2 separate regions of the Bos taurus genome follow, and region 2 is linked to region 1. Evidence: chromatin contacts called from public Hi-C data. All regions are on one chromosome and are shown on one strand. Each heading gives the region's core, a stretch centred on a gene start, on an enhancer-like site or on the middle of the called end of the contact. The rest is flanking DNA. Distances are from core to core; before and after follow the strand shown. Region 1 holds the start of WDFY2 (WD repeat and FYVE domain containing 2). Region 2 overlaps WDFY2 (WD repeat and FYVE domain containing 2).

What was found. A called contact is a pair of places that touch in the nucleus more often than the background predicts.
Region 2: a Hi-C map of an unstated tissue shows a contact between it and region 1, with 1.9 times the contacts expected there. The contact joins the enhancer-like site here to the promoter of WDFY2 in region 1. A contact is called at or near these places in 2 of 11 Hi-C or Micro-C datasets (skeletal muscle and an unstated tissue).

The regions. Positions count from the first base shown.
Region 1 is chr12:21,009,176-21,014,708 of ARS-UCD2.0, reverse strand. It overlaps WDFY2 (WD repeat and FYVE domain containing 2), which reads right to left and starts at 2,809. Exons shown (of 11, transcript NR_198888.1): 1 at 2,446-2,809.
Region 2 is chr12:21,061,078-21,066,610 of ARS-UCD2.0, reverse strand. The region is part of intron 1 of WDFY2 (WD repeat and FYVE domain containing 2); the gene reads right to left. Among named protein-coding and RNA genes, the nearest start is that of WDFY2, 52 kb to the right of the region's middle. Within about 2 kb of position 3,465, at least 60 of the 102 cell types and tissues checked have an H3K27ac peak or open chromatin away from gene starts, as enhancers often do. A contact at or near this core is called in skeletal muscle, where this site is marked.

The DNA.
Region 1 (5,533 bases), core at 1,560-4,059:
TTGCTTTCAAAGATATCATAAAGGCTATTAGGAATCAGAAGTCAAAAAGGAAAACCAAGGTTTCAAAAGGACTTGTGAAACACTGTCATTCAGAACTAGGACATTATTTTGTGGTTGAACCTTACAGTTCAGGAATGAAAACTACTAGAGTCTAGCTGAAGTGGTAAATGGAAATGGCTTGGTAGGTTTTGATGAAAATCCAATATTCTATCTTCATATCTTTACTATTACGTCAAGTGACAGTGACACCAGCTTTTGAAAAGAAAGAATAGAGATCAGTTCTCTTTTAATGGAAGCCATGATTGAAACTGAGCTCTAACAAAGTTCTTGTCACATGTGACTATACGACCTACAGAAACACAGACTTGTTGACCTTAGTAATAAGAAAATACATCAAGAAAAATCCTAGACTTACTATTTTAACACTAACTGCATTATAAAATATTTTCTATTACTTACATTGTAAACTGAGAGAGTAAAAATTAATATATAGCTAAACACTGCAGTCATTTTGTCCCATAATCAAATGAAACGCATCTTCACTTTCTTTCATATATGCTACTTCAGAGTCTCCAAATACTCTAAAATGTACCCCCAACTGAAGTTGTTTCCTTTAGTATAAACAGTGAGATGGAAATCAGAAACCAGGAGCCAAGCTTGGTTTCACCACCAGGTACATGAATTTGGGCAGGTAATTGCTCTGGCTTAAATTTTCTCAACCGTAAAATGAAGGTGTTATAGCAAATAATCTCTAAGATCCCTTTGAACACTTAAAAAAAAGAAAACTAGGAAAACTAACTTCTACTTCCAAAGTAGAAAGTTCCAAAACTAATACTAAAGCCACTTAGGTTTTAATTACCTTTCTCCCTCTCCTACTTGATTCAACAAACTTACTTATGAATTTCCTACAGCAATTAGAATGAGCAGTTTCATCTCCAGTAGTTAAAGACAGGGAAAGTGACGTCTATCGATATATTCTCTTTTAAAAAAACACAATTCTGTGACAAAGAATTTCTAGGTCCAGAAGCAACCTCTTCAGTAGAATTTTGCCTCTGTGGAAAAATTAAACACTCTTAAGCCTTCTCTGTGAATTTCAAGTGGTTTCTACATCCATATATTCCATTACAGCACATGAATTTCTTCTGTTTTTAGCAGACTGCTTGCCATTGGGGTATGTTTACAATATTTTCCCTTGGATCTGTATAGGAAGTGAATCAGGCACCATTTGGCCATCTTATGGAGTACGATGTAGAGAAAAATATGACATTAATATGTAATCATCCTAATTATACTGAAGAATCTATGATATGAATAGACCTGTCAGGCACATTTTTTGAGACCACACTGCATGCAAAGCACTGAAATGACTATAAAGACGGTATGAACACATTGTTGCTTTGCCTTTCTTTGCCTGAAATTTTACAAGTCACCAAGAAAAAATATGTTTTACCTCAGTACAATGTTAACTTACATTAAGAAAACCTATCTACCATTTAAAGGCTAAAGCTCCTTGTCATACACCTCTACAATATGACATTTTGTAGAATACGAGTTGAAACTATAAAAGCAACAATTCCAGATCAAAACTATTACTACTATATTTAAGCTTCATTCCTCTGGAAATGAGCTTCATCTGCATAATCTTTGCATATTAAAGGACATTAAGTTCAAACAAACAAAAAAACAGCACTGTCTAAAAAACATGGGAGAATACTACAGGCAGAACAACTGGCTCTACTTCTGCAAATTAAGCAAAATTAGGCAAAAAAAAAAAAAGAAAGGAAGCAAGCAAAGGGAAGGAACTCCAGAGCTATTTGCAGCAGTGGTCCCTCCAAAAGTTCTAGGAGCTTCCCCTTGAGCTTAAATAGGGCAAAGGAGAGAAGTCAGCTCTCCTTCTGGGCACAAGCCCAGATACTCTTCACAACTTGCAATATTTATTGAATTCAGTGGAAGATGTCTGGGAGATCTGGATTCGGTGAGAATGTCTGGGCGAAGGGAGTGGCATTTGCTTTCCTCAGTCTGGAGCCTTCAGAACTGTACCAGAGTTCTCAAAACCCCTTAGTTATCTTACAGAGCTCTGAGCATCCTCCCCACGCACACACCTGCAGGGCCAGGCAGCGCCTCCCTCTCCCTCCACTGTCCTCAGGGCTGGACCAAGGTCCAGTGGCCGGCGCACCGTTAGTCCAAGGGCCACCCTGGCCCCGGCGGACGCCACCCGAGCAAGCCCCAACAGAACGCCACCGTCCCGGCTCCGCGTCTCGGAGCCACGCAGCAGCGGCGACTGCGCGGCTGGACATCGGCACCAGCAGGATGCGCATTAGAATAAAAACTTGGGCAAGCGCTCTCGCCCTCGCGCCGACGTGGAGGCACAGCCCCAGAAGCGGGCTTCGGGGACCGCCGGCCCGTCCCGCCCCTGCTCGCGGCCGAGGGGGCAGCGGTTCTCACCTGTCCTCCGAGACACTGATGACACCCTCCTCCTTGGGCACGATCACGGCCATGTTCACCACCTCCTGAGAGCCCTCGACCCGCTGCAGCAGGATTGGCTTGCGGGTCAGAGGCTTGGGCTGGATCTCTGCCGCCATCAGAGGAGGGGGCGCGTCGGGGGCGCCGCCGCCAACTGCGCCGCGGGATTGGGCTGAGACGACCGCTCGAGCGCAGGCACCAGCTGAGACAGAGACTCTGTTTGGCCGGAGCGGGCCGCCGGGGACCCGCGATCATAGCCTGGCCGCCTTCCCCGGGGACGACTCCGCGCTCCCGGCTTCGGGCAACGAAACCGCCACGACCGGCGCTGCAACCCGGCGCCACCACCGGAGGGAGGGGGTGGAGAGTCGGGGGGGCGGGGCCGATGGGGGCGGGGCTTGCCGCAGGGGGTGGCCGCTGGTGGGCGCGAGGGCGGCTGCACTTCCGGGAGGGTGGTGGAGGAGGAGGAGGAGGGGTAACTGACAAAGTGGGCGGGGCGCCGGCGGCCCAATGCGCGTGCGCCGCCAGTCCTCTGGGGCCGTTTCCGCCCCGCTCCTCCGCCATTCCCGTAGCCTCGCCGCACCGCCTCTAGAGCGCAGGCGCCTTCCGTCACCCGCGGTCCCCTGGTCACCTTCCACACCCAGTGTTTAGTGCCCTCCCTCTTTCATCTCCCGGGAACGCGCGCGTACACACTCCTGGGAACGCGCTTGGGGTATCCCGCCCACCGCAAAAATCCCTGAAAAGGGGGCGTTGGTGGGGCGGGGAAAAGCTAGCCTGGGCGAGGCCGGAAAGAAAAGAATCCCGCAGGAAGGAAAGAAGCTTGAACGTGTTGGCGAGAGGTTGGGCATGCGCACGAGTTATCTGTCCCTCGCGAGGCGGGGGCCTGACCACCGAGCATGCTTAGCTGCTCCCAACACGCGTCTGCCTCGGGCCGCCGAGTGGTACCCCGTGGTCTCCTGGGAGTAGTAGTTCTTCAGAGCTTCCTTTCCCTTGTCCTGAGATGACCTATCGCCTACTTATCGTTCCTGGCCTGGGGAGCTTGGTGGCCTCGGAGTCACCGCCTGCACCGTCCTCTAAGACAGAGAACCAAAGGGCAGCCCTCGGTGGAGCGGACTGTCGCTGTACTCCTGCCACTGTCCTTAATAGTGGAGCGCCAGGAGTCGGGGAAGAAAAGACCTCATGCAAGCATCTTCGAAGGAACTTAAGAGATGACCTGTGTTGTCAACCTCCTCGTTTTCTTAGATGGCTGTGTTACTAGCCCATAATTAAACTGTAGCTTCAAGTTAGGCCTATAGCACCCCCCAGACTTGAACTCAGGCACCCATGCTCCTTGGTCCTTCTTCCCATTCCCCAGTGATCCTTCCTTTCTAGCTTGCACTGGAAACAATGGAGAGAGTTATTGTGATGACTGAAAGAATGTCAGTTGCTTGGCACAGGGCCTGGCTTGTGGGGTCGTTGGTTATGTGATAACCCCATTAGCCCTCCCACAGTTATCAATCCGGCTGAGGAATGGTCTTGGTCTATGTGGTGTGACTGGGCTGGCAAGGGCTTTGGAGGGGAGAAAAATAATATGCCAGAGCTGGACAAAGAACGGGATGGGCCTTGTAGAAATACCTGTCTTATAGGGCAAGTTTTGGCACAGCCAAGGTGATAGGTCTCTGTCTCTACCACCTCCCAACTTCATAGAAATTCTGTAAGGCACTTGAAGGGAGGTTGAGGTATTTTCCAGCTTTGCAACCTAGAACAAGGCATTCCACTTCTCTGAGACTCTAGTTGACCATCTACTAAAAGTAGGATAATAAAACCTGCCTTGGGTGGTGGTTTTTAGACTTACAAATGACAGATTATTATTATTATTATTATTATTATTATTTATTATTATTTATTTATTATTTATTAATTAATTAATTTATTATTTATTTATTAATATTTTTATTAATTATTATTAACATTAATATTATTATTAATATTTTTTATTTATTTGGCTGCACAGGGTTTTAGTTGTGGCACGAGGTACGTTTTTAGTTGCGACTAGTGGGATCTAGTTCCCTGAACAGTGATCAGACCCAGACCCCCTGCATTGGAGTGCAGAGTCTTCCTCACTGGACTACCAGAGAAGTTGCACAAATGACAGATTTTTAAAGTTGCTTTCATACACGATAGGTTCTTTAAGTTTCCAGGAATTAGGACATAGACATATTTAAGGGACATTATTCAGCCTGCCGCAATGGTTTTAAATACCATCCATATGCTCTTGATTCCAGTAATAATCTCTACCCTGACCACATTTCTGAACTCACATATCTAATGCTACTCTACATTGTCACTTAACTGTTTAATAGGTGTTGCAAACATTCCCAACAGTAGCTTTAAATCTACTACATCTTTCATGTAGTTGTTCGAAACTAAGATCCTAGGAGTTATCCTTAATCCTTTTCTTTTTCTCACAGTTCTATCCAGACCATTAACAAGCGCTATCAGCTCTACCTCCAAAATGTATCTTGAATTTTCCCATTTATATCATCTCCACCCGAGGTCACCATAATCTCTGGCCTCTACTGCCACATGGAGTCTAACTGCTTTCTCTGTTTCTTCTTTTGAACCCATACAATCCATTTTGATCACTAGCCAGAAGGATTTTGTTTTAAAGTATAAACCAGATCAGTTCCTCCTCTTATTCAAACACATCAACTCCTTACCATTGCACTTACCATGAAATGACTCTACAAGCTCACCTCTTCTGCTCAGTAGTTTCCAAGCCCTGGTTTGGAAATCCCCAGAAACACCAACCTCCTTCCTCCTGGTAGTCTTTGCACCAACGGGGTTCACCTTTCAGCTACTTTCTTCTCACCACTGAGGCTTCAGCTCCAACGTTAGCTCCTTAAACAGTGGCTTCAGCTCCAATGTTAGCTACTTAAACAGTCTTACACTCCCAAATGAACCCTACCTCTTCATAGCACTTCCGAGCATATCACCTGGGTTTATTTTCTTCCCAGTACTTACTTCTGCCCAAAATAATCGTGTGTTTCTTACTGGTTTTTCAGTCTTCCTCTTCTAGAAGAGAAACCCTGGG
Region 2 (5,533 bases), core at 2,216-4,715, 51 kb before region 1:
TCTGCTGAAGCCTGTCTTTCTCCCCCAACCCCCTCCACCTGTACAACTAGTACTCATCTTTATATTGCACTTTATAAGGCAGTCTTTTTCAAATTTTAATGTGCATACAAATAACCTGGCAGTTTTGTAAAATGCAGATTCTGGTCACAAAGATTTTGTGCTAGAAGATTACAGCTTTAGGTTTTACACTGAAGTCTATAATCCACTTTGTGTTCATTTTTGTATGTGTATGAGGCATGGAAAGTTCCTTTTTTTCGTATGCAGGTATCAACTGTTCCAGCACCTTTTCCTGAAAAAAGAATCCTTCCACCAAACTGCCTTTGCTCCTTTGTTAAAAATCAATTAGCTCAATTAGCCATGTATGTGTGTGGGTCTCTTTCTGAACTCCATCCTGTTTGTTCCATTGATCTATTTGTCTAGACCAAGTTACCTCACATGGTCTTAAAGGCTCATGATCCAAAAACAAAAGTATTCCGTGCAAAGAAAGGCCCTGGAATGTTCCAGACCTCCCTGATGTTTACCTGTGTTTTCTTTCTCCTGCTGTACTCTATCCATCAAAGCCTTAAGTAAGTATACTTAGTGAGTCCTTTCAATTAACTGACCCTGGGTAACTGCTGCAATGATTTTGCTGTCTGTAATTAAGAAGACAGAACACAAAGCCGAAGAACTGGCTGTATTCCCTCCGGCCTAAATGGGTCAAGGTCAGTTAGCTCTTTGCCCCTCTCTTCTGGGAATGTCACTTCCCAAGTTTTACTGCTTATGCCCTACGGTCTGTTTTGATAATAACCAGTTAATGATGGCCAGATGTTATCTCAGATAACAAAGGATAATCATAAAAGAACGAAGTTTTCGGTCTAAAGCATGCTTATAGTCAGAGTATGTGAGTGTAAATGTGCATGCATGAATGTGAATGTGAAGACAGCTGAAGCTAACCGACCCATGGACCTGAACACAAGCAAAACCCAGCAAAAGCCAAACTCTTTCAAGAAATAGCAACAACTACCCAGCAGACAATTGTCAGGCTCCTTGATAGAAACAAAGGTGGGCATCCAGCACTTTGCAGAAAAGAAGGAGAAACTTCTGGTGAGAATCCTTTCCATTAAGAGTTAAGCCAGATTAAAATGTACAAGGGAACTTTCAGAGTCTGAGAAGAGAGTTCCACTCTGGCACTGCCCAGATATGGGGACCCTAGCAGAGAAATGGAGAGCAGTGGTATGGTTACGGTAAGGTAAAATGTGAAAGTGAAAGTGAGTGTTAGTCGCTCAGTCACGTCCAACTCTTTTCCACCCCATGGACTGCAGACCACCAGACTCCTCTGTTCATGGGATTCTCCAGGCAAGAACACTGGAGTGGGTTGCTCTGCCCTCCTCCAGGGGATCTTCCCAAACTAGGAATCAAACCAGGGTCTCCTGTACTGCAGGCAGATTCTTTACCATCTGAGACAGCTAGCTAAAAGTAGTAGAAGGGATAATAATAACGGTTCAGAATTAAATGCATGTGTGTGCTCAGTCATGTCCAACTCTTTGTGACCCCATGGACTGCAGCCCAACAGATTCCTCCGAATAAATGGATTCCCTACAAATTCATATATTGAAATCCTCATCTTCACTGTGATGGTGTTAGGAGGTGGGAGTAATTAGGTCATGCAGGTGGTGCACTCAGGAATGGGGTTAGTACCCTTTTAAGAAACACCAGGGACACCATCTTTCTCTCTCCCGAACTAAGAGACAAACACCCTGAGCACCTTCTATGGAAGACACATTGTGACTTGCATCCTTCTTTTATTTTTTTGAAAAAGAGGCAGATATTACTAGAGGCTTATTTTTTATCACTCTGCATTTTAAAATTTTTGTTTTAGACACACCTCACGGCATGCAGGATCCTAGTTTCCTGACCAGGGATCAAATCTGAGCCTTTTGCAGTGAAAGCTCAGAGTCTTAACCACTGGACCCCCAGGGAAGTCCCCCTTCACTTCTTAATCCTCACAAACATTCAGAGGAGGTCCTATTTTTGTTTCCATTTCAGATATGAGGAACTGTGTTTCCCTTTGGAGGGAAAAAGCCAGGAGTTACCCTCAGGCAGTCTGACTCCCAAGTATTTTTGCCTGGAGAATTCCATGGACAGAGGAGCCTGGCGAGCTAGGCTCCATGGCGGTCCCATCGGACACGACTGAGCGATTAACACTTTCACTTACCCACCACACTATTCCTGAGGTCGTCTGACCACTCAGAAAGAGAAATAAAACAGACTATGAGAGCAGCAGGAGAAATAAACCTAGATTTAGACAACAATGGAAGACAGGAACCCAAGAAAATGGCTGACAGGCATTTATAGCACCTTGCACAGGGCATTACTCAGGTCTGGATCTGATACATCTAATACGCTTAGAGGTACAGCAGACAAAAAAACATGCTGCTCTGTGAAATTCCCTCAGTTACACAAAGCTGCTGTTCTTACAGGCTGGCATGGAAAATGATGATCACTTCATAATTTATCTCTCAACTCTTCTTATGCCATTGAAAAGGATTAGGGCTTCCTGTCCGGGCAACTATATATATTTCCCTACCGTCTCCTCCAACTCTGCTTTTTTAGTGTAGAAGAAACCCACTTAATCCAAACACAACACACTTGATTGTGTTGATCAGTACCTAAACATTTTAGAAAAAAAGTCCTCCTTGCTCTAAAGTTATTTTTTTTGGTACCGAACACGTGAGAAACATCAGCCTTTTCCTCTCTGATGATGCTAAAAGGTATTGTAAATTTACAAAAGTTTAACTGACCCTTACCTGGATCCATGATATTTTAAATATCTTTGTTCATTATGAGGCCAAAGTATTACATTTCCTTCATTTTGAAAAGCACGTAGAGTGCTTATCACAGAACAAGATCAGTACTAGAAACACAAAAAGGGGTCCAGCCCACAGAGAGGGTTTTCATTCTTTTTTTTTTTTTTAATGTGGATCATTAAAAAAAAAAAAAAAACAACTTTTTATTTTGTACTGGGTACATGGGTTCAATCCCTGGGTGGGGAAGATCCCCTGGAGAAGGAAATGGCAACCCACTCCGGTGTTCTAGCCTGGAAAACCCGTAGACAGAGGAGCCTGGCATGCTGCAGTCCATGGGGTAGCAAAGAACTGGACACTGACTTAGCAACTGCACAACACAGCAGCCAAGCCACAGACTGGAATACAATGGCTATAAAACTCAGGCTTAAACTCTTAATCACTCCACGCACACACAGAGGGGCCAAGTCCACCAGCTCCCCTCTTACAGCCGGTGGACAGCTCCTGAAGTAGAGGTGGGCAAGACCAGCGCTGGACAAAGAGCCACCCTGGAGCTTCTGCCTGGGTGCCAGACCAGGCAGCTACTCGGGGGAAGGGAAACTACCCCAGTAGGCTCAGAGCTGCCAAAGCAACACAAAAGGAAGACTGTTCTGCAACAAAGCAGGGCTCTGCCCTGCAGCTGTGTCCCTCTGCCCACAGCTCCAGCCTTACCCCACACAGGCTATCAGGACTCCGAGCTGCTGCTGAGAAGTTACAAGCATCTAACTTTTCCCCCTATTTTTTGCTGGTAATGAAAAGAACTGAACAATGACCTACAGAGTCTCTGACAAAGCAGATTTCAGTTACCAACACGGAACAAACTAGACCTCACTTGGCAGATGAGCAGAGAAGCTAACAAATTAGAGAGATTCATATGTTTAAGAGGCACATTCTGAACAGTTAGGGTAAAGGCAAGAAACAAGACAACTTTACAAATTTTGAAATTTACGTTCTCAGGGAGATTCAAAACACTGAATCTCTAATAAAATGAAAGGCAAATGAAAAAAGAATAGAAACTAGTATTTGAAGGTAAAAGTGAAACTGGTGGCCGGAAGAACAGAGGCACTGAAATGCAGACTGGCTACCGCAGAAAACCACTCTGGAGCCTGTGAAGATCTGTTCAGTGAAAGCTCCCAGAACTCACAGGAAAACAGTGACCAAGCGGAAACTATCAGTGAAAAAAGACACCACCTCCACAACGGATCCAGTATGTGTATTACAGGCATTTCAGAAAGAGAAAATAAAACAGAAGGGAAAAATAACAAGTAAAGGAGAAGTAGTAATTAAATAAATAATGGGAGAAAGAAACAACTTACAAATGAGTTTTTCAGACTAAAATGATCTACTCAGAACTTGACAGGATTAATCATAAAAGATCCACACATTCCCCAAATTTCTCAATGTCAGGAGGAGAAAAATTCAATAAAATCTGAACCTCCACCAAGATTTTTAAAAAATAAAAAAGAGGGGAAAATTAATTTTTAAAAAAGCAAGATAAAAATACAAAAGAGGAACTTCCCTGGCAGATGAGTGGTTAGGACTCTCTGCTTTCACTGCCATGGGTGGGCATGTGTTTGATCTCTGGTTGGGAAACTAAGATTCTTGCATGCTGCAAAGTGCAGCCCAAAACAAACAAACAAACATACCACTAAACACCAAATAAAATAAAAACTGAAAAAGGAATATGAATGAGATGGACATCGGACTTCTCAGCTGCCATACTGGCTGTGAAAGACAAAGGAGTAAGATTTCCAGAACTTAGAAGGAAAAAGACTGTGGTCTAAGAATTTGAAAATTTTAATTATTATGAAAATAATTATTTTATTTTATTATTAAATTATAATATTGTACCTATCATTAATTATAAAGCAGAAGAAAGCTATTAATAGACATAAAAGGACTCAAAAATATACTTTCCACATATCTTTTCAGGGAAAAAAAAATCTTAAGGGAGTATAGAAATCTTAAGTGCAGGCATACAGAAGTATAAAAGAAGTAGTAGTGAGCAGTAAAACTAATGAAACTAGAGTGGTCTAAATTATGTATGCTAATTGTTGACATCATGAGAGAAATAATCAACAAGGATGCTGAAGGAGCAAATTATTTAAAAAAAAAGTGTGGACAAACATTTCTAATTATTTCAACAAAATTCATGGGTGAGAGGAAGGAAGGAAAGAATGTGCTGAAGCATATGTTTTAAGGGAATCCACAGATACTGCTCCAATGATACTTACAAACTTTAAAAGTACCCACAATTAGAACAAAAACTGGACATAACACTCCCAGTTAAAAGGAGTATTGTTTTTCTTTTTTTTAAATTGAAATATGTTGATTCGTGGCTCAGATGGTAAAGAATTTGCTTGCAATGCAGGAGAACAGGATTCAATCCCTGGGTCAGGAAGATCCCCTGGAGAAGGGAATGGCAACCCATTCCAGTATTCTTGCCTGGAGAATCCCATGGACAGAGGAGCCTGGCAGGCTACAGTTCATGAGGTCCCAAAGAGTCAGACACAACTGATCCATTAACACACACACACTTTCCAATAGTTGATTTACAATGTTTCAGGTGTATGGCAAAGTGATTCTGTTATACACATATATATTCTTTTCCAAATTCATTTCCATTATAGGTTATTACAAGATATTGAATATAGCGCAGAAATTCCATTTGTAGACATTTATTCTCCATTCACATTTATAAAAGAAATTAT